Regions from separate parts of the Mus musculus genome. Here region 1 is linked to region 2. The links are chromatin contacts, called in public Hi-C maps. All regions are on one chromosome and are shown on one strand. Each heading gives the region's core, a stretch centred on a gene start, on an enhancer-like site or on the middle of the called end of the contact. The rest is flanking DNA. Distances are from core to core; before and after follow the strand shown.

The links. Hi-C and Micro-C count contacts between places; a contact is called where the count stands out from the background.
Region 1: a Hi-C map of group 2 innate lymphoid cells shows a contact between it and region 2, with 2.1 times the contacts expected there. The contact joins two enhancer-like sites. A contact is called at or near these places in 2 of 15 datasets of contacts at CTCF or cohesin (CD8 T cells and pro-B cells), 19 of 484 Hi-C or Micro-C datasets (the CH12 cell line, ECoMG-derived neutrophils, the P5424 cell line and 12 more) and 2 of 115 datasets of contacts at active chromatin or transcription factors (CD8 T cells and bone marrow-derived dendritic cells).

The regions. Positions count from the first base shown.
Region 1 is chr4:102,710,314-102,713,233 of GRCm38.p6, reverse strand. No RefSeq gene overlaps it. Among named protein-coding and RNA genes, the nearest start is that of Gm24869, 25 kb to the left of the region's middle. Within about 2 kb of position 1,288, at least 21 of the 459 cell types and tissues checked have an H3K27ac peak or open chromatin away from gene starts, as enhancers often do. A contact at or near this core is called in CD8 T cells and group 2 innate lymphoid cells, where this site is marked.
Region 2 is chr4:102,654,921-102,658,149 of GRCm38.p6, reverse strand. No RefSeq gene overlaps it. Among named protein-coding and RNA genes, the nearest start is that of Gm24869, 80 kb to the left of the region's middle. Within about 2 kb of position 1,424, at least 53 of the 459 cell types and tissues checked have an H3K27ac peak or open chromatin away from gene starts, as enhancers often do. A contact at or near this core is called in CD8 T cells and group 2 innate lymphoid cells, where this site is marked.

The DNA of each region.
Region 1 (2,920 bases), core at 39-2,538, 55 kb before region 2:
AGCCTACCAACTCTCCTGTGCGCAAATCACCAGGGTGGGCTCTTGAGCACTGCTCCAGCTGGCTCACCCAATGCCATGTCAGTTCTCCTGCTCTCATGCCCTTGGAGCTGGCTCTCCCCTCCGCTGCCATCAGGGTTAGTTTTACTGTGCTGCTAGGTGAAGGATAGGGCTAGCCAGCTCTCCCTAGCATGGTAGCTGATTAGGGGCAGGGGCAGCTCAACACAGTGCCTCAAGTGACAGTCCAGACCAGGGATATATGCATGGTCTTGGGTGGCAACGTGGACCTTGGGCATCAACACAGACCTTGGCTCCCAAAGTAGCATGGACTCAGAAAACATGGACCCAGATGTCCCCATGGCCTTGGGCCTGCAGCCAGGCCACTTAGATCAGCATGGACCTTGGGGGCAGCATAGCCCTCTGATATCCACATGGTCTCCAGCATACACCCAGATTATGGAATCCTCTTGGCTGTTGGTGGAAACTTGGGCCACAGACTTCGGCACAGTCCACAGCTGAAGCAAGACCATGGACCCAGCCATGACCCTTGGCAGCATCTAGGGTCAGGAATTCACCATGATCTCCTCGTATCTGCATGTTCCTTACTACCACTGAGTCTCCAGTTCCACCTTTGCCACAGTATACTCATTCCTTTGCTTCACATTTCTCTTCAGTCTTTCCACCACATAGTCCATCCTCCATCTTTCCCATCTCTCCATCACACATTCGTGCAGTAGTGGTGCAGGAGGCAGGTGCTCAGGTTTCTCCCTTCCAATTTGGTGGCCTGGGCAGGTACATCAATCTTGTGTATATGTGTGTGTGTGTGTGTGTGTGTGTGTGTGTGTGTGTGTGTGTGTGTGTGTGTGTAGACAAATGAAATCACTGCAATTACTTTGAGCACATGTGATTGGGAATGAGAGCCAACAGGATATCTGGAATTCAGTTCTTTTACAGTTGTTCTCGACTGAATTCTCCTCAGAATACTTTTGTTCTGTATACAGAGGGGTGTGCACATACTCTCAATATTGTAGCTACATGTAATGAGGAATCACTGAGAACCTTAAGAAGGTAATTGCTTGTTCACATCAGAATTTGGGGGAAGATATTTAGCTGAAGAAGAGAAAACTCTACAGACAGGACATAAACTGGAGGAATTGGCACCAGAGGCTAAAGCAATACATCAAAATCAGTATAAACCACAGAAGGAAACGAGGTGGGGAAGAGATGCTCAAAGGCTGTAGAGATGGAACCACAGATTACCACTGATCTCCTCCGTGTTTCACTAGAACCTGCATGAAAAGAACCACAAAGAGTGATGGGTGAAAGACACAGTCATATGTTGCTTGGTAATCGGGATACCTTCTGAGAAGTGTGTCCATAAGTGACTTTGTTGTGAGAACATCATAGCGATTGCTTACATAAATTAAGATGGTGGGTGATAAAATATCTTTGAATGCTGGCATTGACCTCAATTTCACAGTGTAAAACTACATACATTATATGTGAAATTACATTGAGGGTTTTTTTTTTAAATATCTGTAGTGATCTCCACTCAAAAGGAAACTGTCAAGAAATTATGAATCATTTGTTAGAGTTGAGTATGTTTTGGAAAGAGGCATAATAAATCAACATCTGTGAACAAACTATTTTGGTAAACTGGGTTGTGTCAAATACTGAGAATGAATTCTATGTAAACACCATGTCCTTTCGAAGTTATGTCTATGTGGTTTCTGGAACCTCAAGAGGAATCAGCCTCTGACTATTCTCCTTTTTGTATTGACTTGTTTACAGTTTGTTTCTTCTGTCCTAGACCTGGATGTTGATTGCATCTTCTTTCTTAGAGTTGTAAGTTGGCGTTTATTATGGAATTTAGCATTTAGCTTCACCTTTATTTATTGCTGGTAGCTCTTACAGATTTTAAGGTAGACTTTTTCAAAGATGGAACTTGAGTGTCAGGACACTTGAGTTTGGAGACTGTGGAGTATTCATAGCCTCATTATTGAACATGTCTCTGAGTGTCCAATGCAGGACCACTCACTCAAAGTGTCCCTGTAGATTCTAGTATCTCTTGGTATTTTCCGTGTCATGATGATCCTCTAGAGAAGATGTCTTCTTTCTCTAATTTCTTTATTAAATAATAGAGGCCCTGTTACTATGCAAAGTACAGTTTATATAAATTACTCATCCTGTCACACCAGGAGTCTTACAAGGCCAAGAAAACAAAACAGAGAAGCACTAAGTCTCTGCTCCAAACAGTTCTGTCTTGGTGTTTTTCTTAATTCTTAGTAATAGGCAAATCCCTGATATTTTCAGGTAATCGAGGTCATGGAGACTCACTTAAGCATTTTTAATTTTCAAATGTAGAGTTGCGTGAATGCCACCAAAATCACATAAAGGGAATGAATGACTCGCTTCCACTATTAACGGATAACCCAAGCTACAGAATTGCTTTCAGTAGCAGGGAAGGATGCTTGGCAAGAAGAGTAACCTTTAAAGAGTAACAATTGGGTGAAGCTAAGACCTTTCTGCTCTACATAATGACGCTATAATAGCTCTACAATCTCCTAGTCTAGGGACACACTGCTTGCATAGATACAAAATCCAATAAAGGCCTGCAGCAAGAGTGTGGCCCTGTGCCTTGAGGAAGGTTACAAAAGATGGTGGCAACTTGATGGACTAGGTGTGGTCAGCTGAATATTGGATGCACAGTTGGGAAGAGACGTAAACATTGCCAGCCTCCTGGGCTGTGAGGCCAAAGTCCTTCTCTTCCACACATTGCTTTGATTGACACATTTATTTCTTTTTTCTGTCCTGGGTACATCCCAGGCACCTAAATCTGGTGAAGCCATGTGGGTAGGTTTAGTGAGTGGTTTGGAAGCAGAATAGTGGATACTTCTGGCCAACAGAACTTAGGGTAGGTGTG
Region 2 (3,229 bases), core at 175-2,674:
ACCCTAGTTGGGTGGCAATTGCAGAGTGACATCAATACTTAGTTCCAGGCAGTCAAGCCTCCTCAGGCTCACTGATAACTCACAATGCATTAGTCTGTAACTGTCACTATTTAGTTCATAGATTTATTTTCCTTCACTCCCACAAATGCATCAATACACTAAAATCATGTCTATTATATTAACATAACTATTCATTTGATGATATTTCACCTGGAAGGTCCTATAAAATACACCCTTTTCCTCATATACCATTCTCCCAGAAGTTGATATATATATATGTGTGTGTGTGTGTGTGTGTGTGTGTACCTTTGACAAGTTAAAGGTTAAGGATTTTGATAGTCTAGAATCCTAAGGAATTTTGCCTCCATGTTCTAGAAGGGTAAGACACCTTCTAGTTCTCTAAGGCCATTCCCTCCACACTCTATTTTTCCAGTAAGAGAAACAAAGGCTAGGGATAAAATAACACTTCCATTATAAACAATGAATACTTATTCCAAATTACTTCAGCAATTGAAAAACAAAGACATGATTAGAACTTTGTACTGGAAAGCAAGACATTTTTTTTTTCTCAGTTTAATCTGGAAGTTTGTGAATTAGAGTCAGAAACACATCCAAAGGCGACATCAAAGAGGAAGCTGTCTTAACAGCTGGCTGTGTGGCCCGTACAGGTCACCCAGGGTGACAGGCAAGGGCGCCTTCTCCGCGTTTTAGGAACAAAACATAATCTCACCCATCGCAAGTGTGGTTGCCACTTAGAAAATAGAATCATAATAAAGAGGAAGTAAAGAAGTTTGGCTTATTGTCTGCTGTTCTGGACTTGGACATATGGTTTCTCTTCAGGCACCATACTTTGTGCTTTTTAATCACTGATGTTTTCTCCAACAGTATGTGGGTTATTTGCCTATAATCTTAGTATTGGGAGGTCCAGGCAGGAAGATTGCCAGGTTGAGGTCAGCTTGGGATGCATAATGAGGTCAGTGCCAGACTGAGTCACATAGCAACACCTTGATCCCCAACACTCCAAATCTGAGGATGCAGCTCAGTGAGTAGAGTGCTTGCCTTGCATGTCCATAGCTCTGGGTCTGATCTCGACTGCCAGATAAAGAAAAAAAACAAAAGAAAAATAACAACAGAAGGTAAAATGAAGAGCCAGAATTAGCACTCAGGAATTAGCTTTCTCAGACTGCTGTCAACTGGGGGTTCATCATCCAGGAAGGTTTTTCAAAGCTCTCTCCCCCCTCAAAAAATACTCACATACAGACACTAGGCTTTAAGTCTGTACGTTTTAAGACTCTGAGATGATGAGGTCACTGTGGGTCATAGAAGAAGGAAGGAGAAGAATCTGTCTTCTCGGAACTGAAGACAGAATTAAAAATAAAGACAGGACACAAGAACCATTTTTAGGTGCAATATTGCTTTTCTGCCACTGGATGGTGGTGTAAAACCACTCATGCACACAGAAACAAGGGCTTCCTTTCCGGCCTGCCAAGCAGGTTCACTTTGGTCTTAATTTTTACAAACAACCTCAGTGTGGATGCTATACAGTTTCTCCTTTCTGAGCAAAGTTAGATCCATTTTCAAAGTTTTGCAGTGACATGCCTCCTAAAGTCAGGTCCACACTGAGGTGGTTTATCAGCCCTGACACTAGGAAGACAGACGTATCTATAGAATAAGTTTTCTCGGTTTTGACCAGGGTGGTAGTATAAATTAATTATTAGAAAACAAGGAAACCAGTGACTCTCAGATTTGGGTCCATTCTTAATAAACTCATGCATGATTTTTCTTAAGTAGAAATATTCAAACTTGACTATCAACAAGCCAAGAAATCTTCAGAGACCATTCTAAGCATCAAGGTGGGATGTTAGTGGTGGCAGTGGTATGTGAGCGTGTGTCTGGATGTGTAATGAATGTGTTTTGTATGTGAGTATGGTGTGGGTGTATGGATGTCTGTGTCTCTGTGTGTGTACATGTGTTGTATATGTGTATATATGTATGGTATGCGAGTATGGTATGGGTATATGGAGGTGTGTGTGTGTTGTATATGTGTATATGTGTGTGTTATGTGAGTGTGGTGTGGAGGTGTGGGTATGTGAGTTAGTGGTTGGATGACAAGTATGTGAAAGGGGAATGAAAGCAAAACCACGTCTTTCATTTATTTTGAAATTCAGTTCTTCTATGTTGGGGTGGGGTCTGTTCTAGTTTTCTTCTTGGAAAAGTAATTGTTCATTAGAAGAAGACTTAAGCAAGCTATGCAGCTCAGTTTCCCTGCTGCCCCCTCCAGCTCTTACTTTTGTAGTTCTAAGCTCCCTAGCTACATGGCTGAATTTTTCTCTCTTGCCTGCTCACAGGCATACCATGAGGCTGTGGGGTTCCAGACCAGCCTAAAATCAGCAATCTGTGGCTTCGTGCTCACCTGAAACCCTTCTTCGTTTGCTCTTTTTGGTTCTGTCTTCTTGCTGTCACTATTAACTGTGGCTTCTTGACCCAAATCAAGTCACCACGCCAGGCAAGCGCTTTTGGGGAAGGACTGGAGAGACCCAGAGATTACATGGGACTAGGTGTAATTATAGAGAAGAAAATACGGTCTTCTTACAGAGAGCAAGAGGAAGTACGCAGACAGATCCTGAATGTCAAGGCCCTTGAGTGAGAACTCACCACGCTAGGGCAGGCTGTGCACAGAGGCAGGAACAAAATGCACAGAGAAGGGGGCAGAGAGCAAGTGAGAAGATGATGGGAAACTATCAAGTATGTTCTGAGAGTTCATTATGTGCTGACTCTGGGGACATAGAGAGGTCTGTAATAAAATCTCGGGAGATGAGAGGCAAATGTATAATTGGAAGGCTACCAGTTTATCCACAACTGTTTTGAGAGTAAAAGGGATAAAATACTAGGACAAGTCGGAAGAAGCCTAATGCTGGCTGGTTTGAAAGGCTTCCTGGAGGTGCTGACACCACCCAGAGACTAAAGTCACGTTTGTTTGTTGCCTGAAAGTGCTTATGACACATCAAGGGCCCATTTTCACCACTCACCTTTACCTCTAGACCTATAACCTAGGTTTGGTTATAGTATTAGACCTACAACCAGACCTAGAGCTCACTGGGACCCTAGAAGTAAGGAACAGAGTGCAACCAATGAGGAGATGCATTATACCCTTAAAGAACTTGACTTTTTTAATTCACACAAACAGACATGTGGAGAATATTTGTGGGAATGAGTATCAAGCACGTGG